Regions from separate parts of the Mus musculus genome. Here all the other regions are linked to region 3. Evidence: chromatin contacts called from public Hi-C data. All regions are on one chromosome and are shown on one strand. Each heading gives the region's core, a stretch centred on a gene start, on an enhancer-like site or on the middle of the called end of the contact. The rest is flanking DNA. Distances are from core to core; before and after follow the strand shown.

Region 1 (7,004 bases), core at 2,590-5,089, 460 kb after region 3:
GGATGGATGGATGGATGGATGGATGGATGGATGGATGGATGGATAGGTGGATAGATGAGTGGAAGAGTATATGAATGGACAAATGGGTGGGTAGATGGATTGAGTGTGTGTATGTGTAATGAGTGAGTGGATGGATGAGTAGATGGATAAATGAGTTGATAAGTGGAGTGAATGGAAAGATGAATGGGTGGGAGGGTGTGTGTGTGTATGGATGTATGAGTGGGTGAGTAGATGGGTAGATAGGATGGATAAATGAGTAGATAATTTTAAAAATGTGAAAAATGTTAATTGCAAAGTTCAGGGTTTATGGTTTTTCACCCAAAATCCTTTTGGCATTTCTATGTATTTAAAACTATAATAAAATAAAATAGATAATAAAATTTGGAGTTTAAAAAGCATAGTTTTTATAGTTTGTTATTTAAATGAAAAGATCTAGACAACAGGAAAACTATAAGAGTTTGGGTGATTGACACTCAAGGATGGGGGGAAAAAAAGAGCTATAGGCCAGTTAAATTTCCAGAAAAAAAAATCTTGCGAAATTATTTGATTTTAAAATTTTGTGTATAAGTAACCCCGGTTAAAGCACTAATCTGCAAAAGGAAAGAGAGCTTTTATATTGAGATGTCTATTAAATCACAAAAATGTACAATTTCATTCTTCGTGATTGTAATGAAAACCAAGAAGAAGGGGTCATGGTGGTGAGAGGTGCCTGGGGCTCCTTAGCTGAGAGTTCTGGAAGGCTCTGTGAGTAGGGACAGATACGTCCCAGACAAACAAAAAGAGAGTCAGAAAGGTCCAAGGCTGGACTAAGAAGGGCAGTGGACCAGGTGTACAGCAAAGAAGGGAGAGGCAAGGGACAAAGGGATACACTGAGTCTTAGAGCTCTAGGCTCTGCTTGGACAGCTTGGCCACAGTACAGTTCAGAGGACGCCTGTACTACTTACTAACAGAAGCTGATACTTTTTCATTTTTTTCCAATTTTACTTTGTGCTGATAATATTTATGGAAGTTTCTATCTGTGTGGCAGAGTCACAAAGATTGGAAAGGGAGCATTGAGACCATGCTGTGACCCTGGAAGTAGAGGAACTCCCAGAGCAAGGGCTATCTCTGTCTCTTCACACTCTCTTTTCTACACCCCAACTATTCACTTGCCCATGGAATCCCTGCTGGTTGTTTTAACAAGACTGTTAACTCAAATATCTCCATTCCTGATACCAAGGGTCATTTCCCGAGGGGACACAAGCATGGAGTCCAGGGAGACTGACCCTAGTACCTTTACAAGACTAAGATCTTCAAGGAGGACTTTAGGAAAGCCTTCTCTTGCCTTGGATAGGAAGAAGTTGTGGTCGGGGTCTGGCATCCAGATGGAAGTGGAGCAGAGCCTTCTGGGTAGATAAGAAGTGAAGAGACTGGAGAGAGAGGCCAGGTTCTGAGGCAGCTGAGGAGGTTCTGAGCTAGAGAGGTTCCTACTTCAGGCACAGAGTCTGAGGTGCTGGTGGTGAGAGACAACCATGCACCTTTAGCTGGCAAGCATCCACCCCTGTGACAGTGAGTGGTACCAAGCGGGGGCACCGTGGGCTCTGGCACAGAGCTGGCAGCTGCCACTGTGGAGATTTTTATGCTAATACCACTTGTCAAGCCATCAGCTCTCAGGGCAGGCAGCTGGACCTGACATGAAAGCATCTCGGGCCTCTGGGGTTTGTGTCCCTTGAGCCTCTGCCAGGTCCTCAGAGAAGGCCAACCCAAGTTCAAAGCTGACTTTCCAGGACGGGAGTAGCCACAAAGCAGAAGCTGTGCAGGGAGACCTGCCCTTGGGGACTACAAGGGGGAGGGGAGATCACTGGTCCTCTCCTGAGCTTCATTCTCTAAGGCTCCACTCTCTCTTAAAGCCCCGTTTATTAATAAATAAATAAATAAATAAATAAATAATAAATAAAATAGGAGATCAGCTTCTAGAATGGATGGTACACCTGGAGTTTCCTGATGGGATGGTCCCAGTCAGTCTTCCTCCTCTGAAACAGAACACCTGAGATTCTAATTAAGAAGGAAAAATGGTTTCTTTTCGGCTCATTTTGGGAATAAGATGGACCCCCTGCCTTGAGCTTGATTGGCAATGGTGTGAAGTGTGCTGGGGCCAATTGTTTACCTTGCAGCCAGAAATAAGGGAGAGAAAGAGGAATGGGAGACCCATGAAAGGCACAGCCACCAATGACTCCAGAGCTCTCTTGAGGGTCTAACACCTAAAGTTCTGCAGAGCATCCCAATAGTGGCATTCTGAAGATACGGTCTTTAATATATGCAGTTCTGGGGGATACTCCGCACCCAAACAGTACCAGAAGGTCATGGCAATTTCATTCTAGTTCATTTGGTTTGACCCCTCTGTCCCTGTCTGGGTAGAGAGAAAAGCATGGGGTCACTGTTGACTACATGAGCTTAGTCCTGTGATCTCCCTCACCCATGTGACCAGTGTCCACCTTCACATACTGTGTGAAGTGGCAGAAGTCTAGGTGTGGTCATCTACCAGATTCACATACTGTGCCTCCGTCACCATGCCGTGGTAAGAGGTATGGAGATAACTTGATATGGCCCTTGACATGAGGGGCGGGGGGAGACAGAGACAGAGAGACAGAGACAGACAGACAGAGTGTGTTCTGATGAGGAGTTGTGTGTGCTTCAGATCAAATGGCTCAGGACTTGGATAGGAAACGCCTAGTAAAGGATGAAGCGTCTCCAGCTGTCAACATCAAGAGCACCACCCGGGCCTGAGACCTGTAAGATTTTTAAGAACAACATCTGGAGCCGAGATGGGTAATGGAATTCCTAGGGGAAATCTGCTTTCTGCCATTTTTCCACAGAGTTGGGAAAAGATTGGGTGTCTTAGAAGTAGACAAAGCTGAACTCAGAAGCTGGAGACCCTGTGGTCCTTCCAGTTCAGTTCCCCCTGTGGGCTCCAATAAGGACTCTCCCCATCCCACGTTTCGGGTTTTTTTCACACATAAACTGGGTGCCATGGTCCTGAGACTGCTGTTTCTAAAGCTGCTGCTGACTCTTTCTTTGGAGTCCTCCCCCTGGAGCCTCAGCACTGTGGGGAGTGAGCTAGACAGGACACCAGCAGCAGGTGGAACCCTGGGGGATGCCTGTTGAAGAGAGAAGGCAGATGTCCTCTGCACCCACCCATGGCCACCAGCACTCTCCGAGGTGTGCAGGGAAGTTTCCTGTAATTGGTTTATAGATGGTTCGCTCAGCATTGTGTCTGGCCATAAAATATACTCACTTAAGAGTCTCCAAGGAGCTGAGAAACCTTCCAGACTATAACTCTGAGCTTCCCATCCCTCCTGCCTGGCCTGACACTGTATTTGGTGAGTCTGATTTGATTTTGATCTTAAATCTACCCTAAATGCCTCTGAGCAGTAGCCTTAGGGAGGACGTAGAGACAGGGAGAGGCCTATGGTGACTGAAAATTATGACTCATGCCCATTATAATGGAAGGGATGACTGCTCTGCACAGCCTCTTCTAAATCATCCCTAGGGAGATTGGTACTGGTTCTGCAGAGGTTTACACTGGTGCATAAAGCTGCAGGGAGCAAGGAAACATGGGAGGTGTTTCACCTGACCTAAGTCTCCACTACCAGGGACTCCAAGGTTCTGTGTCAGCCTTCCAGTAATTTCTGTCTTCTGGGTATCCTCTCAAACATCTCTGGCAGCATCTTCCTCTTATAGAACTCTGAGAAGCTGGTCTCTGAAAGCTAGTGTGTGGCTAGACAGATGGCTTGGTTGGTAAAGTTCTTGCTGTGCAATCTTGAGGACCTGAGTTCGAATCCCTAGAAATTAAGTCAAGGTTACCATTACTTCAATGAAACACCATAACCAAAGCAGCTTAGGGAAGAAAGGGTTTATATGGCTTATTCTTCCACATCACAGTTCATCCTCAAAGGAAGTCAGGACAGGAACTCAAACAGGGCAGAAACCTGGTGGCAGGAGCTGATGCAGAGGCCATGGAAGCATGCTGCTTAATGGCTTGCACCCATGGCTTTGCATAGCCTGTTTTCTTATAGAACCCAGGACCATCAGCCCAGGGATGGCACCACCCATAAGGGGCTGGGCACGCTCCATCAATCGGTAATTAAGAAAATACCTTATAGCTGGACCTTATGAAGGCATTTTCTAAATTGGGATTCTGTCCTTTCAGATGACTCTAACTTGTGCCAAATTGACATAAAACTAGCCAGGACACCAAGTAAAGCGCCAGGCATGGTGGCACATTCCTATAATCCAGCCACCCACTCTATCTGAATTGCTGAGTTCAGCTACAGTGAGAGAGCCTGCATGTGCACACACATTTACACATACCTGAATACACATGTGCACACCCACCTAAATAGATACACACACATATACATAGCCAGAACATGCCAAGCATAGGAACCCTACCATGTCACTGATAATATATCCAAGTACAAGGAGTATAGTCCTTCTGAGATGAAGAGCATCTACCTGATGCTCTGCTGGGACAGAGAGGCAGATTAGACCATAGCAACCACTGGTCAGAGGTGAGGCTCCCAGCCATGTGCATCTCCAGAGTATGAACAAGGTTTCTGCTCTAGGGGCTTTCCATTTACTAGACCTCTCCCCTTCCACACCTTCCTCCAGGAAACCCTTTCCCGGCCTCCATTTGGAAACACTCCCACCTTAGATTTGCTCTTAGCTTTTTGGGGTGTCAGATAGATGCATGCAATGGTTAGGGTCATCTGCTCTAAAGTCAGATGGTCCAGATTTGAACCTACAATGCATCATTTACACTCTTAGACAATGTACCTCTCCTCCCCGTGGCTCCATTTACTGAGCAATAGAAAGCAGGATAATGGAAGTGGATGCCTCTAAGGGCCACCATGAGTGAGGGTGGTGCATACAGTGGCTACCAAGCAGAAGCTAGTACTGAGAAATCAGCCCATGTTAGCTGCAGTTCTCTTTTCCTTGGTTGGGGGAGGTGATGTGGAGAAGATCTCAAAATGTATACTGAAAGGTGGTCTCCCAAATGGATCTTGTGTCCAAGATCTAGGAATGAATGAGTGAGTGAATGAATGAATGAATGAATGAGTGAGTGACTATTACCAATCATGGCTGTTGCATGCAAAGCTGTTTATATCTTAGCTACTACCACAGACTGTGTTTCATTATTCCAATGGAATGTGCCTATGTGATGATTTCTATATATGCTCAACCCAAGGAATGGCAGGATGAGAAAGTATGGCCCTATTGGTGTAGGTGTGTCACTGTGGGTATGGGTTTTAAGTCTCTCATTCTAGCTGCCTGGAAGTCAGTATTCTGCTAGTAGCCTTCAGATGAAGATGTAGAACTGTCACCTCCTCCTGCACCATGCCTGCCTGGATGCTGCCATGTTCCAGACTTGAAGATAATGGACTGAACCTCCGAACCTGTAAGCCAGCCCCAATTAAATGTAGTTGTTATAATGTTGCCTTGGTCATGGTATCTGTTCACAACAGTAAAACCCTAAGACAGTGTACCATCTTCATAAGTACTAACAGAGGGACCAGGCAGTGGAGGCTAGGAAAGGCCTTCTCCTGGGATCATAGCACTCGGGGAGCACTGAGAGTCACTCTTGTCCAAAGGCTTGCTGTGCTAGAGAGGAGTTCTATTTAACCCTTCGAAGCACCAAGACATAGTCGGGATTGTCTAGGACATGTGGGTCTTTGAGCATGAGCATCTCGGTCCATGTTAGAGGCTGAGGATTCCAAAGTGTCACAGCACAGTGATTTGTGTGTTTCGTTCATTTATTAAAACTGGAAGGGCAGGCATTGTGGTGCACACCTATGATCCCACCACTTGGAAGGCTGAAGAAGGAGATGGCAAATTATGGACAGCCTGGGTCATCAGGCTAGTTAAAGGCTAGCCTGGGCAACACTGGAAAAAATGTATCTAAAAAATCCACATAAAAAGGAAAGTGGGTGTGGTGACAAGGAGGAAGTGAGGGGAGGAGAGGGGGGCATAGAAGAAGGGAGCTGGGAAAGGAGGGAGAGGAGCAGTAAGCAACCTTACCCCTCACACTCGGGGAAAGAAAGCAAAGGCTGGCAGAGCCAGCATGCCTGGCCTCAGTTCCCAGGGCCTTGCTCCCAGATCCACGGAGTCCCTGTTCTCATCTCTGGTGAGGGGCAGTGTGGTCTTTTCCCCAGCGTTGGGGGACTAGAAGAAAAAGTTGCCACTAGGTTCAGTAAAATGGCTTAGCCAAAGCCACACTATGAATGAGAGAATTGACCACCCAGGGATCCTGACCCCCAATTTGCTGTCCCCTCTTGTCAGGAAAACTGGTTCTAGGCTCCAGAATTTCTGTACCTAAGGCTTGTAGACAGATGTCCCTGTGCGGGATGGGGAGCACAAGCCTTCCCCCACCCCACCCCACCCCCAGGTGCCTGCGGAAAAGCTGGCCTTCCCCAGAACCTGTGTCAGCCACACAGAACACAGCCCAGGCAGCACACAGCCTCCAGCGCCAGGGAGGCTCTGAGCTAGTATCAAGAGAATTTTCATAAACACAGCAGCCTGTGTCGGAGCAGCCATGTGGAAAGTTGCAATATAACCCACTGATGTCATGTGGCAGGGGAACCGATTTCCAGAGGCTGTGCGCTGCTCTCTCTAACCTGCATGGAGCAGAGCCCCAGACAGAGTCCTGAAAGAAAAAGAAAGGAAGAAACCTCAACCACAAATCCTCCAGCAAAACCCTCCTGGTTCTGTGAGGCAGGCTTGAGGCGCAGGCTGAGCCCAGGCTCCAGGGATACGCCAGACTCCCCTCCAGGTGCTCCACTCTGGCGAATCCTGGATCAGGGATACTGGAGCAAGTCCCCCACCCCTAGCCGGCAGGCCTATACTAGTCTGTGGGCCACAGAGCCCTTAAATCCTTAAAGCCAACTTCTGAACTGTCTTGTGACCCCTCTACCCTTAGGCAGGCTGTGTCCCTAGTCCTGACCAGACTTGCACTCTCTTGTTTAGTA
Region 2 (6,582 bases), core at 3,126-5,625, 310 kb before region 3:
ATTGTGGTGCACAAGATGTATGTGCAAGCAATGGTGGGAAGCAGACTGAGTCAAAGGACAGAAGAGAGTGGGCTACTACCAAAGTGGAGAGGTCAGAGGCCCACCTGGAGGGATATGTGTACATACTGTATAATCAGTGTTCAGTAAGTTGGATACCAAGGAAGATTGAAGGCTCAGAATTTACAAAGACAGAGAAAAGAGTATTTGATAAACAAAAGAACTAAAAATACGATGACATAGCCGGGAATGTCACTCATGGTTGGTGACTAGAGGATTAGACTCTGGGGAAATGACATTACAAAGAGTAGCAAATACAAGGATGATAGGAAAACAAAAAACAAAACAAAACATTCTATTATCACAGCTACCAAGGAGTCAGGGTGTTCTACACTGAACCTAAGGTCTATATTATTATCTATGGTCCCTTCTACCCCTGAAATGCTCGTTCACCAATTCCAATCCTAACATATCAGCCACAACTGAAAAAACAGGGACACAGAAAACATTCTCATTTATAACCCATGAGTCCAAGAAAGGAGAGCCAACAACTCTCTATCAGTGCAGGTACATTAGCCAACTAGGAACACTCTTCCTCCCATTGCAAGACCTAATGTAGCCTTAAAAAGAGATACCTTCCATGTGCAATTAGTTATGACAGATTGCCAACAGCATCAGTTTCATAGAGTTTACTCCTTTTATAACTATTAGAGAATAAGACTAGGGAAAACATTTGCAATTTGCTAGGGTTTTTCTTTACCCTCCACCCACATCTACAAGGCCAAACTAATATATGCATATTCCCCATGCAGAACTTGCCTCAGAGTAACTCTCCACAGTGTAGTGACTCTTAGCAAAGGCCATTTGCTGCTCCTGAAGCAGGAGTCTGCAGGCATTAATAAGGATAAGTGCAGCTGTTTAGTCCATCACCCCTGAGGACTCGATACATGATTTAACATCTCTTACTTAACAAGGTTCCCAGCCAACAGGAATCCTCTCATCAGCAGGTTTAGACGCTTACTTGCATATTCGAATAGTGATAGTACCAGATGACAGTTTCCTAAGTAGATACAACAGGGTATCATTCCTCCTCTGAGCAGATGCCAAGGCACACATCGGAGGAAAACAGTGCCTTATTGGTCATAATACACACACACTGGTACCTCTTTAATGAAAACCGGGTTTAACCATTCTGATGCTAAAGCCAGGAAGAGGCAAACATCCCCTGTCTTTGAGCCAAGGACTCCCAAGAATATCTAATTAGGTGAAAAGGAAAAGATGCAAACACCAAGCAACAACTTCCCACAAGTAGACGTCCACCACTAATGGGCCCCGCCCCATCATGGTCCCCACTATCACGTTATATAGAAATTGTGCATCCAAAAGACAAGACTGATGCTTTCAGTGATGAAGAACTGGTAGAATGAGCAATATGCCTACAGAGCCCCAAAGCGGGGTAGTATGGGAAGGCTTGGAAATCAGAAGGCAGTGGTTCCAGTAGTAATAATGATGCTCTCTCTGAAATTCTTAATATTAATAACAGCCTTTGATTTGAATTTCTTTGGCCTCTACAATACAAACCACTAACATACAAATTTTCTATATAATACTACACATACACACAGCTAAAGGAATTGTATTTTGCTCTCAGAAGACCCTGAATTTCAATACTGTCATTATTATTTATTATTATTACTAACTTAATTCCCTTTAGAAATAGAAATTAATAGACAAGCCATTAGATATTATAGAAATTAATAGACAAGCCATTAGATATTGCTGCATGTTTCATATGCCAAGCCCTTCGCTAAGTTTGTGGGTGCAATGGTAAATGAAAGAGATTGAAACATGCACGTTAATAGTCTCAGGGTGTAACTCAGTGCACTCACCCAGCATGCCCAAGGCTCTACGTTCAACTGTCACCACCAGAAGTAAAGACAAGAGAAGGAGACGGTCATGCCTACAATACCAGCTTACTGAGGATAGTTGGCAAATCAGAAATGAAAGCATTTTGTTCACTCTCTAGGACAACGCACACAATACTACAGTAACACTCTTTTCTGGAGGTGCCCACTGTCCAGTATCACACAGTAAGGCAGGAGAGATAGCAGCTGGGCTTTGCATATACAAAGCATTTTAAGAAATTTAACTCTGAAATCCACATAAACCCTTACTATACTCAGCATTAGCACCATCACTGTATCTTTGGTTGGAATTAAAAAGACACTAACCATTAGGCCTACTTGCAATAACCGAAGAGTATTTAAAAAGCGAAGCTGAGTTGAACGCTGGATCACTTGGTCCAGAACAAGGGTAAATCCCAGCCAACGCTTGGTGACAAAAAGAGGAAAACAAATGAAATTCAAGTAGGGAAAAAATGCTTTGCAGAAGGAATCAGCAAAGAGTTAATAAAACCCTTCACAAACTTAAGAGAAATATCTCTATAAAAGCGTATATGTAATAAGGCTACAGATCATTGGTTAGCTGCCAGAAAAATGATGGAATATAGTATAGTTTACTTATTTCTTTTTAATGGCTCCAACATTCCACCTGAAAAATTGGTCCCGGAGCTGTATAATTGGGGATAAAAATTAAATGACAGTTTCCATTTGTCACAATGAAAGCTGATCACTTGTGTTTTTTCATTTATCCGCACTGACTAAAGTGGTTCCTAAAGTCTACCAAGCCAATCTTTTTCCTAACAGTGAAAATAATGTTGTTACTGAAATAAAAGGAGAAATGAAATAAGCTCTTGGCATCTGAACACACACTTCATTCCGGTTCCACAGTTTGTGACTCTGTCTGTTCCCATGCAGTAGAGGTGGATGCCAGATGACAACCTCTGGGATTCATTAAATGCAATCTGAAAATTCATCATTGGGCCCACTGTCTCGCTTACAAATACCTTAAAATCAAGTCACTAGGACTATGTATTATTAGTAGAAAATCAGTGCTCGCTCACTCATGTTCGAAAGTCGGCCAAGGTAAAGTCAATAATTAGAGTAAGGACAGACACTAAAGGGAGAGCCGTGCCTTAGCTCCCATGTGAGGAAGAGGGGGTGCGTGATGCTAAGATTCATGTTGCTGCTGAATCTGAAGGGACAGCGTGTGAGAAGGTGTCAGAAGAGGCTGAGAGCAAGGCAGGGAAGGGGCCTGAGGACGAATGACTACAAAAGAGCACTCATATGTCAGAACCTGTTCGAATCTTACATTACAAATGTGCTGTTTGGTTCTTACTCCTCTTTATTTCTTTAGTTCTATGAGCAGGAGAAACTGTCCTCCCCACCCCACCCCCAGATGTATTAGAAAGCTTAAAAAGATATGGGTCACCCGGCAGTGGTGGCACATGCCTTTAATCCCAGCACTTGGGAGGCAGAGGCAGATGGATTTCTGAGTTTGAAGCCAGCCTGGTCTACAGAGTGAGTTCCAGGACAGCCAGGGCGACACAGAGAAACCCTGTCTCGTGGGGGTGGGGGAAGGATATGGGTCAATCCGCCTTGAAGCATATGTCTTCCCTATAATTTTAGACTTGGGATAATTTGAACTTTGATTGACTTCCATCACTGACCTCGGATAAAGTATTCTAAAACTAGAGTTGAAGCAAGCAGTAACAGAGCGCAGCGGAGAGCAGTGGCCTTTGAGATCTGCCGTTGCTCCCCAACCATGGCTCATGCCCTAGGGCCAGCTGCAATGACCTGCTAGAGTTTTAGTTTCTCACCTACAAAATGGAGATACTAAGAGCACTGTGAATGTTAAAGAAATGGTTGGTGTATATCACCTGGAATAATGGCAACTAGATACCAAATCCTTAATCCTGTTACAACTACTATTATACCATGTCTTCATGATTTTAAAAGACAGCAAAGAACCACGCAGTCAGAAAACTACAAGAAATCTAATAAAGCTATAACAATGGATGCGCCACTTCAAGACAGAAGAATATGCACAATCAAACCATAAGACAAACTCCAGGGTGATTACTCATGTGCCAAGTATTTACTTTGTGAAGAAACTAGGTTTGGGAAGCCTCCTCTAGTGGACGGGGGCATCTCAGTTTAAGCTGGCAACAGCACTGAGTATGGGTTGGGTATCAAACACTACAGGCAATTCAAGCACGATTAGAAAGAAGGAATCTGCCATCAAAGAAGCTAGACCTTGATGGGCAGGGACACTCCCTACCACTTACAGAGCACTGGCTACATGCCAGCTATGCTTGAGTCATTTCCCTTCCTGCTTATCAGAATACAGGAGACTACCAATCACCAAGTAAACGGCCGGGACAAGGGAAAACAATTCTCTCGCCCAAGGCCCTTTAACTACTAAGTTACAACACTGAGCTTCAAACCCTCCTCTGTCTGACTCAGAAGTCACATTCTCATGAGGGCATCATGCTGCCCTCCATTTATTTGTGATTCATCAGCTACTTGCCAGGGACAGGATCCGGCAAGTGAGTGCCCTTGTGTGGAACTGCTGCCAACGATGTTAAACTGGGAATAGCTACTGAGTGTTTTTAAGATGAGCAGAGCTTTAGAAAGGCCATCCCCTTTATAGATTAAAGAATGGATGAAAGAGGTTAAGTAACTCACCCAAGGTCAAATGATAAAGTAGTTCTGAAAAGCATAGTGTCAATCAGCATGAAAGTGAGACATGCTACACAAATATGAAGAATAAGTCTGTTACTCAACATGAGGTAAACATATGTGGCTAACGGGATTTGATGGTTAGTTTTATCCTCAAGGTGACACAACCTAGAGTCCTCTTGGAAAGGGAAACCTCTTTTGAGAATTGCTTCAATCTGATTAGCCTTTGGTCACGTCTGTGGAAGACTGTCTTGACTGATATGGGAGGACCTAGCCCACTAAGGGCAGCACCATCCCTTACACAGATAGCCCTGGGTTGTAGAAAAACAAGCTGAGCCTGAGCCACAGAGCAAGTAAGAGAACACATGAGTCTGTGAGCCTCAGCTTTCATTGTTTCTACTTTAGTCCCTGCCCTGACTTTCCCCAGTGATGAGGAAACCTGGGACTCTAGGATGAAATAAACTCTTTCCTCTCCTAAATTGGTTTTGACCGTGGTATTTATCACAGTAAAAGAAAGGCAAACTAAACACAGGACCAAAAAAGTTCTGATAGAGCAATCCTGAACACCCAGTGTCAACAAGGGGGCAGCTGAGAGTGGGGTGCACACTAAAGGGGCAGCCTGAGAGAGAAGGTTCATCCGTACATAATCCAAGATCCACCATCTCCTGTCCCTACAACCCAATGAATCCAGCTGGAGGCCCCTGAGAGCTGCCAAGAGGACATCAGGTATGGAACCTAAACCTTGACTGATACAAGGGCAACCAAGATTTGGGTAAAAGGAGGCGGTAGGGACCCAACTAAAATGAGCACTGCACATTCGTGAATGCCTCCAACTCTGATAGCCTGTGGTAAAAACACAGCACTCAGTCTCTCCAGAGATCCCCTCGGCTGTAGGACCAGGCAGAAGGGACCTAAACAAATGTTTGGCCAGTTTCTAGGGTTTGCTGTTATCTCTAATGCAAGACGTTCTGGAGAAAATTCAGAGCCTTAGAAACTGACAAATCTGAATTGGAGAAGTGAATCTCCATTCGTTAGTTACATAGCCCTGTTCATCTTTCCTGCCAGTGTCACAGAATTTAGAACCACCCGAAACAAATTTCTGAAAATCTGAGGGCCTTTTCGGAAAGGGTTAACCGAGCAGAGACCTGAGTGGGCAGCACCATCCTGTAGGGTGGAGCTACTGACTGAATAAAGAAGAAAGGAAGCTGAGGAAGACAGTTTCTCCTGTGTTTCCTGACTGTGGACACAGTGTGACCAGCTAGCTACCCTTGCCACCATGTCTCCCTCATCACTTCATCATGGTAGACTGTACACTCAAACCAGGAGCAAAAACAAACCTTTCCCTTCTCTGGAGAGGGAGAGAGAGAGAAAGAGAAAAAGGGGGGGGGGGTGTAAAAGAACCTAGTCATTTATATTGGCATTAAACAAATCACTTATCTACCTCAGGTTAAATATTTTTCACCAGTAAAGTGGAAATAGGGGAAATATTCCCTTTTCACTATTTCTGGTCTCTTTGAGATCCAAAAATAAGCAGTAGTCACTCCTGTGCCAGCTGTCACACTGCTGCCTCTCATTGCCAATCCACCTTTACTTTGCCCATTCTGTGACAATGGCTCTGGGTCCTTTTAGCTGTTTTTCCTTTATCCTCTAGCACCAGGTTAAGGCTTTTCAATAGAGGGTGCCAGAGAGGCACTGCAGACTATGACTCTCCTAGGATCCAGCAACTGCAGGGACAGGGTCCCCACAGCCTGGGTCACCAGGCAAACTTCCCTTTTACTCGCTACAGAAAATATTCTACCAAGTCTCCACAATCCTAACTTTAGGAAAGTTCCCCTAAATCCCGGACAGGCTGCCTTGCAGCAGGTTCATCAGCACAGCGGCTTCTCTGGGAGCGCAGCTGCAGCCGCTCCCACAGTGGTCTGGACTGCAGTCGGCCATGGCTTCTCTCTGTGCTTTATCTAGTTCAGCACCTGGGCAGCGGTGGCCTCTTGTGTTTGCTATTCTT
Region 3 (6,236 bases), core at 1,799-4,298:
GGCTAACATGCCCACAGTGTCTTCTGTTGATTGTTGCTCTTTTCTCTTCCCTCACCTATGGAGGCTTGAGAGCCCCCCTCCCCCGACTTTCTTTCTCTCTCTCTGTCTCTGACTCTCTCTCTCTTCTGTCTCTCTGTCTCTGTCTCTCTGTCTCTGTCTCTGTCTCTCTCTCTCTCTCTCTCTCTCTCTCTCTCTCTCTCTCTCTCTCTCTCTCCTGGTTGTCAGGTTCTTAGGAGATAAGCTTGGGCACCACACAGAACATCCAGGCTTGGAGTGATATAACATAAACAGAGATCTACATTGCTACCCACAACAGTACACGGAATCTGCTGGAGATGAGGCGCTTTATTTACTACTGAGCCTGGGAAGAGATGGAGGGACTGACAGCCGAACTCTGGCACTTTGGCTGTCTTTCTTAAGAAGCGAATACATGCCCAGACAACCTAACACAGCAGACTCTGAACACCCCACTCTCAGCCATGCTCAGCAGCAGAGGGTCTGGGCTCTAGGTACTGCACACCTATCTCTTGTCGGTACAAACACCTTAAAAATCATCTTACTTCTGCAAATGTAAAAATAACCATTAAAGTGCTTATAGTTTTGAAAATGTTCAATTTGGGCCTTTTTAATGTAGATTCAAATCTGCTCTGGGGATCTGCTTGAAGAAAAAGCACTTTGTATAACTTTCCATTTGGCTTAGCACGCAGACCACCTGCAGGCCTCTTAGGGGACCCCACTTGGAGACCCACTGTGTTAGCAGCCAGCCTGGGTAGAAGGAAATAGCTGCTGTTCTTCTCAATGCTTCGGGAGGAACTGGCTAATGAATTGAAGGGGGATTAAAACACCCTACACCCAGTTGAAAGCAATCTCCATTAGTGTAGCACACGCAACACAACCATGAATTATTGTGTTGATTGGAGGAGACAAGCCATAAATTTCTCCTATTAAACTCTTTGACTCAGAATATCAGGCAGAGACTAATGACTTAAAAATAATACATGCAAATGCCATTGGCATACAGATGACCTGGGTTCTGGTCCCAGCAGAGGCAGTCAACTTATGACTTAGAGCAGATAATACATTTAGGAATTGGGGCAGAATGCATAGCCCCATGTAGATAACAGGAATATTTTTATGTTTTCTCAGAGAGCTGATACTCCAGAGAAGTTAGAGGGAGTGAAATAAAGGACATCAAGAAGCCCCCCTCCCCCCAGTAGAGAATATTAATGTTGTCTGCTCTGGGTTTGTCACCTTCCTGGAAGTTTTCTCTAGGCAAGCCCAGGGATGAAGGTAGTGAGCCTAGCCTGAAATCTCCCCATTGCCCCGTGCTTAAATACTTCCCCTTTGTCTTTCTGCATTGGCAGCTGAGAGTAATTGCCTCCTCTTAACCTGTTCTAACCAGATCCTTCCCAGCATCAAACTCTAGAGTGGCCTTCTTTCCAACTCAGCCTCCAGCCAACCCACTTCTCAATTCTTCAGTGTGGAGCCACGTTGACTCCAGAATCCTGTCAGGTATGCCTTTGTGGAAATGAAAGTTGAGTATAGGTAGACCTACCTATTCTCTCTGACAGCATAGACTTTATTTTCCTGGTAGGAATCCTGACTGTGTTTTCATTTAAGTCTCTCCTTTGGCTCTGTCCCATACCTACCTCAGCATCTGAGATCCCTCTTGCTCTGAGATCCCTAGTGACTCAGGTAGGATCTACATTGAATCCATCACTGCGTGAGGTTCCATGGCTACTCCTGGCACTACCTGCTGGAGATAGGAATGGACAAAGGCCCTAGGGACTCTGGGTTCAGGCTAGAGAGAAAAGCAATTCTTTATGGTCACGCCTGTATGAATGACGTCTGGTTCTTGGAGGATGGGGTCCTGCTTCTTGGATTCTGCTCTTGCCATTCATCAGGCTACCCTAGTCATTCCATCCCGGGACACCCTCCAGAGTGCAGTACCCAGTCTGCTTTGGAGAACAATCACCAAATGGCAGGATGACATTGTCCCTTGTGAGACTCACCATGGTTTATACTTACCTCTGCTTATGCCAATGCCCTCAGGATGAAGCTGGGTTCTCCATTAGACAAAGGGACTGGGAGAACTCATCTCCAAGGGCCTGGGGCCTGGAGCCTGACCCTGAAGGAGACATTCCTACTCCATAAGCCCCAGCTGCTCTGAGACCTCATGTTGGAGAACAGAGCATCAAACACAGTCCGGAAGGTGCTGGAGGGCTCATTTCTTCTCTTTCCTTCCTCTCCACCCCCTCCCCATTTTTATTATTATTATTTTTTTTTATTAACAAGGATGAAAGTAAATGTGAACTCGAAACAATAAGGCATGGAAAATCACAGAAATAACTTAATTAAGTTTTTAAAGATTTCCATGCTTGAATAAATTAGCCTTCCTGCAAATGTCACAACATTCAGAAAAAAAAAATCGTAATCAATGGAGCACAATGCTCCCCTGCTCTTTATTTAAACGAAGGCTCCATTGGTGCGGCTCCTTTTACCCATGCTCCTCCCCAGCAGCTGCTGCTCCTTGGCCCCCTGGCTTCAGGCAAGGGCACCAGACTCTCGAATCAGCATATTCCATTCTGGCTGCTGGGAAAGAAGAAAGATGGAAGATGGTGGGTGGGGACGGGGCGGGGAGGAGCCGGCAGGGAGACTTTCCCTGGTCTGTGCTTGTCATAGTCCTGGCTATCTTTTACAAGGTAGCAAAGGCAAACCCCTCTTTAGAGTTTGAGAGTGTCTCCTAGACTGAGGACGATCCAAGCCTCAGTGCCAAGAGGGAGCATGATGGAAATTAGAAAGGACTCTGAAAAGCAAGGGCTTGTCACCTGTCATACCCTCTTCCTTTGCTCCCCTTTCCAGGCCTTTCCTCATAACCGGGGCTGCCAGAAACTGGAAGGTCTCAGGAATAGGCAGGAAAAGATGCTGGGAAAGGGAGAGGGCCCTGATGTCCAGCACGGCCTTCCTGCCTGCAGCTTCATGGATGGGTCTCCATGGTCTTCAAGGCAAGAGGGCAGCTTGCTAGGCTAATGAGTCCAGCCGCTGCTGATTTGAACAGCAAGTGATGTCATGCTGGCTGCCAGGCCCTGCTATAATGCAGCTGTCAGGGCCCCATGGGGAAAACTTGGGGAGAAATACGAGAAGCCTAAAAAGCAGCAAAAGGCCCAGTCAAGTGAAGGGAAATGGGATTACAGTAATGCTGAAAGCCAGCGCACTGGAGAATTAAAACGCTTTGTTTTGGAACCAGATTCTACTCGACCCAAGTTATTAAATTATTTATTGTTTGCCTCTCCAGTAATGGGAGAGATTGATGGTGTGTGTGTGGGATCAGGCAGGGCAGAAATTGCTTTAATTATCAGGTACATTTGGGGGGCACCCTGGGTCTAGGCTGGTGCCCCTGATGCTTGGGGTGGAGTGGTAATGTGATGGTCTGAGCTTAATTAGATCCGTCCGATGCATTTATGGTAGAAACCTAAGAGGAGCCCCATCTTGATCCTCCAGACTCACTAGATGTTTCATGACCTTAAATAGTTTTGCTTGTGTGGCACGGCTTGGTGTTAGGTAGCTATCCCCAGAGCTCCAGGAGCTCACGAGCTACCATCACACTGGGTGTGGGGTGAAGATGATTAAGGCTCGTGGAAGAAGATAGGGTAGGGTCAAAATATGGATGAGTCCCACACAGCCCATTTATCTTGGACACTGCTCATCCTTTGGCAGTGTTGGGAAAGCAGGGCAAAGATGACGACACATTTCACAGAAGAGGGATGGAGGCTTGGAACTTTGCCTGAGCCTTCCAGCGGATGAGTGGCAGGTCCTACTTGGCTTGGCTCCCGAGCCTAACCTTAATGTCTTTGCTATTGTACTTCATGGCTTCAGGGATAAAGCAAGACAGAAAGGCGGGGAAGTGAGGTTGCTAAGACTTTGGCTCTCCTCTGTCAGTTAGCAAAAGTCTAATCTTTCTGTAGATGTGGACCGGCTCCTAGTCAACTGGGCTCAGCTGGAAAGGAGCAGTTCAAAGCTGCCTGTTGATTGGTGGATGGATTAATCCAAGGTGGCTTAAGGATAGGGACCATCCTCTTAATCCTGAACCTCAGGATTAGCTGGTTTATGATCCAGATCCAGGGGGCTCTCAAAAACCAAGATCAGAGAGTCGAAGGATACCTGGGCCCCTCCCCCTGGCTCTTCCTAACGTCTAATGGGTTGTCAGTGCAAGGGACCAGTGATCTGATCCTTGGTTTCTGACCTGACTTCACAAGGAGTGATGATAAGGAAATCACCCTCAAGTCAGCTTAGTACCCTGCCCTCGAAGTCCTGAGACTCACAAGGCTTGAGACCATCCACAGTACTAGCAGTTGTGTGTCCACCAGTCAGGAGTGCCAGGGAAGCTGATTGCTATTGCCACAGCGACTGGAAGCAAAGGTCTGGGTGAAATGCTTTGCCTCCTCAATTACTGCTGCTCTTCCTTTTCCTGCAGATTTGGGGACTCTTCTGTTAATAATGACCTTTTTGGATTTATGCCCAGGACTTAGAGATATTATCTTCGGATCCAGGTAATGAGGTCGCAACTGATCCTGAACAAATGGAGGAAGTTATTTAATAATTATAACGCGCTGTCTGAGGGGGGACCTTTCATTTGTTGGGATGAGAGACATCTGTTTATCCTCACTCTCAAGCAGAAGATTGTGATATTTCGGGGTTAATTCTGGATGGAATCCAGTTTGCTTTCTGCCTTTGTTGTTTTGTCTTGGCTTTGACTTTGTTTGAAGGCCCTGCTGTGTTCGCCATGAGAGGTCGCTACAGTGGAAGGAACATTACTGGAAACCAGGTTAGAAGGCCGGAAATACCCCTTTCTCTTAGTCTGAGGTGTAATCAGCTTCCAGGACCCATAGATGATGCTGGCAAAGGAGGTTGGTAGTGTATGGAGACCTAACTTTTGGTTCTTGAGACAGGATCTCCATAGATAGATCAAGCTAGTCCAGAACTAGTCATTCTCCCGATGTTTCATGTATTAACTTACTCAATTATTTATTTATATATGGTCCTACTGTATACCCCAGGTTGGCCTGCAACCTCTAATTCTTCTGCCTGAAACTCAGAGTGCTGGGATACAGGCACGTGTCATCATAGACTGGGATACAGACATGTGTCATCATAGGCTGTAGAGGCAGAACATCTTTATATTATAGTACTATTTCATACAATATATTTTGATCACATTCTTTGTTCTTTCTCCTCTTCCAAATCCTCCCAGATCTTCCCCCAATTTAGAGGGGAAACTGGCAAATTCCACATAGATTACACAAAGGATGTAGAGAAGAGTTCAACTGGCTTTCTTTTCTCTCTTTCTTTCTTGCTTGCTTCTTTCCTCCCTCCATCCCTCCTCCCCTTTCTCCCTCCCTCTCTCCTCCTTCCTTCCCTCCCTTCTTCTTCCCTCCTTCTTCCCCCCTCCTTTCTTCCCTCCTTCCTTCCCTCCATCCCTTCCTCCTTCACTTCCTTCCTTCATTCCTTCTTAGAGTGCAACAAGTTAGAAGCATACAGGACCTGGTCCCCAGAGAAGACACTGTAGCCCTTACCATGAAGAGTGTGAGGGGTAGAGGGGGCAGTACAATCTAGGGCTCAGGGAAGCTCTTGACAGGCCCTACTACTCCTCAGTCTTGAGGGTCTGGGAGAAAGGAATGGTAAGACTCAAGGCACAGAAGGGAAGGCAGCTTGATTTGAGTTACACAGAAGATCTTGCACTGTTAGGGGCAGGACCCCAAGTTATCTCTTTAACCTGTTTCTGTGTACTTTTAAAAACACCCCTGATCTATGGCTATTATGTCTCTGCTTATACATCAGGGGACAGCAATGTGACAGAAGGGAAAGGGCTGAAAGGTAAAGGTAAAGAACAGGAGGGGAATATATTCAACATTCAATATATACTTGTATGAAGATGTTCTTATATAACAGGGTACTACTACAATGAATAGACATGGTAAAAATTAATTGACGAGTATATTAGTTATTATATGTTAGTTTTACATATTAATCAACTGACTAACATGTATATGGTTCTTTAACTTTTGTCTGCTGGTTGTCCTTTTCTGTCCTTGTCATGGATTTGTATGTGTCTTCTGTCTTGGAACAGTTCTCAGGATTTGAAACAGAGTTGCCACAGCGGTCCTGGGTCTTCCAGTGAAACGTTCTGATTGCTTATGTGTGTTTTGGAGACTGTCCACCCAGATTCGTTGTCTTCT
Region 4 (7,064 bases), core at 2,833-5,332, 430 kb before region 3:
CTACAAGATCCACATAGTTCATGCTTTTAACAACATTACAGCCAGTAAGGGAATGTATTTCATTTTGATGATTTCATATATTGCATTAATGAGAAAAAATCGAGGCATATTATCTTAGGATCTAAAATATTGTGCAATTATAAGTTTTATGCCAGCTTTCAAGTAATTCAGTTTTTCAAAGATAGTAAAGGGAAGAGTTTGAGCTAGACAGATAGCGTCTCCCTTAACAATGAAAAGTACTTCTCCTCAACAATTAGATTTCCCTCCTGGAAGGCTGCACAATCAGGGGGAAGCACTAGATTCATTCCATATTCTGTTCACTTAGGGATGCTTTTAACATCCTCTGGAGTAAACACTCTAACAGTAAGCACACAGTACCTGGGAGAAATGTCTACCATAGGACACTCGCTCGGCCCTCTGTAGTGACTACAAGCAAACATAATAAAACAACCTGACATAAAAAAATCACTGCTTCTCTATCTCACCAATCTTCTCCCAGCACTTTAAAACATGCAAATCATATTCCAATGCATTCTTAATGCCTGCCCCAGATTACACAAAACAACACCAGGGTAATGAAAACCTTCATAGACTTTATTTGCAAATATTGGAATGGATGGATGGTAATATGCTATAACCACACAGTTAGCGCTTCTTCCTCCTAACACTATAGTTCAGTTTGTGGTAGTGTCCAGGTCCTCCATGATTTTCTGATGATACCATTGCCATGGGGACCCTCTTTCTGGCAGTTTTGTCACCGTGGTGCAACACTCTAGGCACAGCTTACCACAGGGTTAGAGCGCTGCTTAAGGGAACTCGAGGAAGGCAATCATTACCCACAAATGCACCATCTGCTGTGCCTTGCTGCTTAATTAAACTAAAACTGGTAGGTTCTTAATTCTCACAGCTCATAAAAATAAAGGTCACAACAGAGCACTGGTATCACGAACCATTCACACAGTGTAGAGTTGCTCAAGTGTGTGCCGCCAACATCATTCAACAGAGAAAAAGGAAAGCCCCTATCCCACTGACGTCAGAGCAGAGCATGATTCCATCCGGCTGACATCAGATCAATGGACAAGGCAGCTGCCTCATCAAAATGAGTGACTAGAAGGACAGAGGCTCGATGTCTGGCCATCATTCTTCGAGTCTCCCCCAGAGCACTTGCCAAGAAACTGCTCGTATATTATAAGAATTCTTATGACCTCATTCATTCATTCCTCCATTGTTCAGTTACTTATCAAGTGTTGTGTAAGCATTTGGGGGTGATATGAAGATGCATCAGACACAAGCACACTTGCAAATGACTTTACCATCTACAGCTTTACTGCACATAGGAGATGATAATTCATGCATTTGGGATATACAGTTCAGTGGTCTCTAGAAGGTGCTAGAAATCTCTAGGAGGTTCACAGGGCCCAGTACCTGTCACTAGTACCTAAGTTACAAACCCTGACTTCATCCCCAAACCATCTCACATCCACGAGCACTCATTCTCACATCTTTTGCCCAATTCGGCAGCCAGTAATTTATTTTCTGTGGCTATAGCCTTGCCTTTCCTGGAAATTTCAGATAAATGGCACTTCTCCCACTTGGCATGGTGTTTTAAGCTCATCCATGCTATGCTGTGTGCTGCTGTTAAAGACTGCATAATATTCCACTGAGTGGATGCGCCACGTGTTCCTTATCGATTTGTTAAGCAGTGTGCATTTGGGTTGTTTCTGGGTTTTGTGATTATGAATACTTCTGCTGAACATTGTCTAGCATGTTTCTATGGAGACACATTTTGATCCCAGGGTACATTGCTAGGCATGGAACTGCTGGATCCTTTGATCACTATTTTTAATACTTTGAGGAACCACCAAGCTGGTTCCAAATTTACTGCATCATGTTACATCTCTACCACGAATGTATAAAGTTGCCAGGTTTTCCACACCTTTGTCTGCAATTATTATCTTTTGTTAAACTTTAGCCATCCTGGTGGGTAGTGAGGCGGTTTTGATTTGCATTACCCTGGTGACTATGACAGCAAATACACTTTCTGTGTACTCTGCCTGTGCATCGGCTTAGGTGATGCTCTAAATATTTATTTTTAGAAACCATTAGTCAGTTGTTTGGTATAAACATATGAAATACTGTATTTAAAATCGTTTCAGCTCCAATGTGTGGCCTTCCCCATCAAATAACTAACATGTTTTTCTTATCTGTAAATTCCTTTTGATGTTTAAATAGAAACCTAAGTGTCTAAACCCAGAAAAATATCCAAATTCCACAGTCTATTTTAACATGGGGCTTGGTGGGAAATTTTTCATTTGACTAGACAGCTCTCTCTAGCCAACAGGCCATTATACAAATCTACTAGAAGCCAACTAGTAAGGATTTCTAAAGAAGACAAATGACTTAGAAAATACAAAGTTACGGGAAATTCGAGAGGATGAAATGACAGAAAAGCAAAACAGAAATTCAGTTTTAAACAAGGACATTTACGAAAAGCTATAGAGGTAAAGAGACAGGCTCAGAACCTACTTGAGTTTCTTGGGGAACGTGTGGAAGATAACCAGGAGTTATTTCCCAGAACCCTGAATGAATGATGATGTCATTTGCCCAGAAGTTGGAGGAGGGGGGAAAGAAAAGCTAGAAATACTACAAAGAAGGGCAGGTTACATGACTGTGTCTTTTGTAGTGGACAGATGAGGACACGTGCTCAAGCTGATGTGAGCCACAGTGGGTCTGGGAGGCAGAGTGGTGGAGTGGGGGTCGGGGTGTGGTGCAAGATGACACAAAAAACCCAGCAGGGTGCAGGCAGAGAGTTCAAGAACAGGTCTGGGTTAGGGGTGCTGGTGGGGAAGGGAGAGCTGAGCTCATTCACTCGCAGGCAGAAACCTACCTTCTTAACTCCTTTCAAGCCAAATCCCTCCAGCGTGGAACAATGGAGAGCTTAATTCAGTGATACAGTTATGAAAGGCTGATGAATGAAAATAATTGATCCTCATTATCTCTTCAGCACCTTTAATGCACCAGCAACAGCGATCACCTGTCTTTCCCCCTGAAGTCTCTGAACTGGATCATGCATCTTGAACTTCCTTGACTGTAGTTCCCCCCACCCCTTTGTTAAACTCAACATTTCTTTCCAAAGAAAACAAATAGAAACAAACAAGAAAATAATGGATTGGCTGCCACTCTGTCCACAAAAAAAAAAAAAAAAAAAAAAAACAAAGGAAACTCAAAAGTGAAGTCTGCAGCCCTTGTAGGCTGTCCCCTCCAACGCCCATCTGTAACTGCTCTCTCTTGCTGGAGTGTCCAAGGAAAAGGCTCAGGGCAGCAGAAACAGAGACCTTACCAAGCAATTACCGGTGAGGAATCTTCTGCCAAAACAGTTAGTACAGACGTAACCTTTCTTCCCATAGAGCTTAGCATCATCCCGTGGCCAAAGAGAGGCTTGATAAATACTACATGCTGAACAAGTGATCAACTTGATAGGGGGGGAAAAAAACCCTAAATATGAGGAATGACCACGGGGAGAAGTCCAGTGCTTCCATGAGAAGCTGAGGTTACCGCGCTTCCTGCCTCCTGTAGGTGGCGCCAAACTCCTTGAAGAAAGGGACAGGCAGAGTGAAAGGCTGCTGCTGTGTCTACACAGACTGGAGAACCCTCTTCTGAGTTGGCAGTCTCTCTTCCAAGGCTGCTCTTCTTCACTGCGCTGGCAAGCCCTGGATCAAAGAAATGGCTCACCTGCACTGCGTTAATTACGAGCTGCCCTTTCCCTGAGTGCCCAGCCTCGCATTACGGGATGACCAGCTCCGCAGCAGAGCTCCACAGTGTTGGGCAAATGGAAGGTTAGTTACAGGGGCTATTAAAAGGATTGGCAAAGGTAAAAGCGCATTTTAAAGCCATTAGGATCCCTTGCATTAAGTCTTAGTAAAGAAATGCCACGAGGCTACTATTGAAAGCCACCAGCCAGAAACTGGGATCCACAGGTAATCAGCAGTAAGTTGGGCTACCGTGGCAGAGGGCTCTCATGCTTCTGAACGGTCCTGATCTGTTAGGCCTTGGTCAACACGCAAGAGTGCCAGTGAGGCCTCCAGGAACACCACCCAGATGTGCACTTCCTGGAGAGTAGCCAGAGCTGGGACTTTGGCCCTCACCATCATGAAGCAGTGGGAAGTTCCGTGGGGGGTGTAGTGGGGAGAACTGAAGAGGCTTGGTCAAGCAAGAATAAAAGAGGCTATGGGCAGGGTGTGTCTCTGAGGACTACACAGCCAAGCAGGAACTGGATATTTCAACCCAGGTTTTCACTTGCATTCTCTAGGTCCGATTTTTATAACAAATAAACATTTTCTGCCAAGATCCTAAAATTTTTTTTAACAACAGCCGCCAAAACCGACTTCTATTCTGCACAATTATATAAGACCGAGCAGAGCACTGCTCTCATTTTTGAAGCTTTGTTTTAAGCTCGCTCATTAATCTTTCAGTCTTTTCCCATCTCTGCTTGACTATAACTGCCCTGAATTTATCCAAGCCTGCAGTATGCCAGGCTCACTGGTGTCTAAATCACCGAGAGCTGAATACACATTCTACTCAGGGGACTCAACATTTCCATCAGAAAGAACCAATCACAGCTTAGGAGAGGTAAACCTCTTTTTAATTGTATTCTATAATACTAACAGGCATTCATTACACATGGACCTTAAAACAAGATTTGCTCTTGGCTGCTCATAATTGTATTTCTACAGCAGTTTAAACCGTTGGCACCTGCAATTGCTAGCAGGCCTAAGCTACGAATTTCTATTATCCCAGTTTCAAGGGTTACATTTAAAATAAAACTCGGAGGGGCCAAACATTACATACACACATATTTACACAAATTAAATACTATGCACAAGTCAATACCTTCTGCACACAAAACTACATTAAGCTCAATTAGCCCTAAGCAAAACCACAGGAAGCAGGTTTCCTGTGAACCCAGGGTGCTCTTCCCTGTACTACAGAATATAAAAGCAGCTACAATATGGAGTTTTGCAGGACTATCAATGAAGGCTTAAAAAAAAATCATTATCAATACTGATTTCCTAATTAGCTTATATAAAATTACCATAAAACAATCCAACTCAAGGAATTTATACACACATAACATCTAACTTCTGGGTATAAATTTAAAAAAAAGTTCTCTTTAAACATGCAGGGGTCAGCATGAGTTTTTCCAGAAAAAAATAATTCTAACTCTGAGCTACAAAGAGTCACCAAACTAAAGTGCAATGTCCTTCTTGTTATGGTTTTCTTCTTGATTATGACCAAAATTAAATTATACAAATATTTCACTAAATATCTTCTCAAACCTTATAAATATTAATATGAACTCAATCTCCTATGTGCCCGGCATTTAAAAATCCATTTAAAAATCTTGGAAACTAATTTAAGATTTCCATCTAGAATACAAATTAGCAAGTCCTCCGCCTGTGTTTCGCTCAGCACCCGTATCTGCACATTTAGTACCGAATGTCAGTCGGTAGCACTTAGAGACCATGAATATTAAAACCACGCATTGCCTGCTAACATATCAGAGCACAGCAAGCCTTCAGTTTGTCAGAAGCCGGGTTTGCAGCGGACAAACTACTGCATCTACAAGACCAAAGCCTTTTGTGAATTCCCCAATTGTGCAAAGGGGACAGAAGTTTTACTGTTAAATAGACAATCTGGGAGGATTGCACACACACACATACACACACAAAATTAAAGTCTTTTTAAAAACTCACTACCATGTAATGCCCTTGGCTATTTGTCTTCATTTCCTTGAAGACTTGATCAGAACAACAATGTCAGCTACTGCTCACTGAGTATGTACTAAGATTAAGTACTTTACACACACACACACACGATACGCACACACGCAGGTTTTATACACATGTTCTTATTTGCACGCCACCCTTACAGTACTTTATGCACGTACTACACACACATAGTTATCTTCATATATACACTATGGAATCAGATTCTCTGCTTTTTGGGGGTGTTATCCCTACGGAGGTCAGGTGACTAATTTATTTGAGCTAACGAGTAAACTTTTAGAAAGCGAGAGTCCCACTGTCCCCCTCTCTGATGCATGCTATGATGCTGCCACCATTCTGACCCCTGCTGGATACTCCCTCCAACAGGGAACAGGGACCCTGGCACACGTTTGCTTTCCACGTGCGTGAGGAGTAACTTCCTAGAGCAAGTCGTGTTTCTTTAAGCACGTGGGAAACCAAGTGGGTTACCCTGGAAAGCACATCAACTGCCTGGCACAGAAAGCACGAGTGTATGGCTGGGATTGAGCTCAGGACTTAAGTTCAAAATGAAGTGTGCACGGCCTACCAGCCTCATAAGACTGCCCCATCCCGCTGTCTTTGAAAAATGAAGCAGAAAGTGATAGTCCCATTTCACAGATCACTGAGGATATCAAACAAAAGGATGCTTGCAGGGTGCTGGGCACAGTGTGCTCATAAACGCTGCTTGTTATCATTCTTTGGGATAGCATGTTTTATTAAAACATCATGACACTTTCCTCTGGACTGCTCTGCAGTTCTTTAATTTGTCTATTAAGATCTGTCTTAAACTCAGTAAGTACTTTTTTTTTTGGTACTCAATTTTCTGCCATTGGCTCCACAGCTCTCCAAATCATGCTAAATTATCCTCCTGTTTCCGTAGACTTTGAGAGATTCAGATTCTTTTTTATAAATGCTGTACTAACCCCTCCCCTCTATCCCTAAGCTGATTTTTCCAGCTGCTTAATCATTTCTATTGACCTCTGCTTCTTACCAGATTGGCCAAAGCTCTCTGATAGGAAGACAGCAAGAATAACAATTGGAATTAACCTCTTAAAAGTCTAAAAATTAGGACTCATTGAAATCCGTTCTACTTTATGCCTTCCCTGCATCAGCACCAAGTTCTCCGCCATAGCCTATCTCTATCTCAGCATCTCTTCAGTGTGCTACATCACAGCAGATGTTCTGTCCAGATTTCAGAATAAGCACAACTCTGTCTGTCTGTCTGTCAGTCTGACAGACAACTAGGAAGAAATGGTGCAA

What was found. Hi-C and Micro-C count contacts between places; a contact is called where the count stands out from the background.
Region 1: a contact with region 3 is called in a Hi-C map of the N1E-115 cell line, with 4 times the contacts expected there. The contact joins two enhancer-like sites. A contact is called at or near these places in 1 of 484 Hi-C or Micro-C datasets (the N1E-115 cell line) and 2 of 115 datasets of contacts at active chromatin or transcription factors (embryonic basal ganglia and embryonic stem cells).
Region 2: a contact with region 3 is called in a Hi-C map of the N1E-115 cell line, with 2.7 times the contacts expected there. The contact joins two enhancer-like sites. A contact is called at or near these places in 1 of 484 Hi-C or Micro-C datasets (the N1E-115 cell line) and 2 of 115 datasets of contacts at active chromatin or transcription factors (embryonic stem cells and pancreatic cancer cells).
Region 4: a Hi-C map of the N1E-115 cell line shows a contact between it and region 3, with 10 times the contacts expected there. The contact joins two enhancer-like sites. A contact is called at or near these places in 3 of 484 Hi-C or Micro-C datasets (the N1E-115 cell line, embryonic stem cells and uterus), 5 of 115 datasets of contacts at active chromatin or transcription factors (embryonic basal ganglia and embryonic stem cells) and 1 of 9 other capture datasets (embryonic stem cells).

The regions. Positions count from the first base shown.
Region 1 is chr9:46,819,581-46,826,584 of GRCm38.p6, reverse strand. No RefSeq gene overlaps it. Among named protein-coding and RNA genes, the nearest start is that of Gm31614, 7.3 kb to the left of the region's middle. Within about 2 kb of position 3,839, at least 1 of the 459 cell types and tissues checked has an H3K27ac peak or open chromatin away from gene starts, as enhancers often do. A contact at or near this core is called in the N1E-115 cell line, where this site is marked.
Region 2 is chr9:47,587,709-47,594,290 of GRCm38.p6, reverse strand. The region is part of intron 1 of Cadm1 (cell adhesion molecule 1); the gene reads right to left. Among named protein-coding and RNA genes, the nearest start is that of Cadm1, 61 kb to the right of the region's middle. Within about 2 kb of position 4,375, at least 64 of the 459 cell types and tissues checked have an H3K27ac peak or open chromatin away from gene starts, as enhancers often do. A contact at or near this core is called in the N1E-115 cell line, where this site is marked.
Region 3 is chr9:47,277,168-47,283,403 of GRCm38.p6, reverse strand. The region is part of intron 3 of Gm31816 (a long non-coding RNA gene); the gene reads left to right. Among named protein-coding and RNA genes, the nearest start is that of Gm39332, 37 kb to the right of the region's middle. Within about 2 kb of position 3,048, at least 37 of the 459 cell types and tissues checked have an H3K27ac peak or open chromatin away from gene starts, as enhancers often do. A contact at or near this core is called in the N1E-115 cell line, where this site is marked.
Region 4 is chr9:47,705,024-47,712,087 of GRCm38.p6, reverse strand. All of the region lies in intron 1 of Cadm1 (cell adhesion molecule 1), which reads right to left. Among named protein-coding and RNA genes, the nearest start is that of Gm10677, 110 kb to the left of the region's middle. Within about 2 kb of position 4,082, at least 40 of the 459 cell types and tissues checked have an H3K27ac peak or open chromatin away from gene starts, as enhancers often do. A contact at or near this core is called in the N1E-115 cell line, where this site is marked.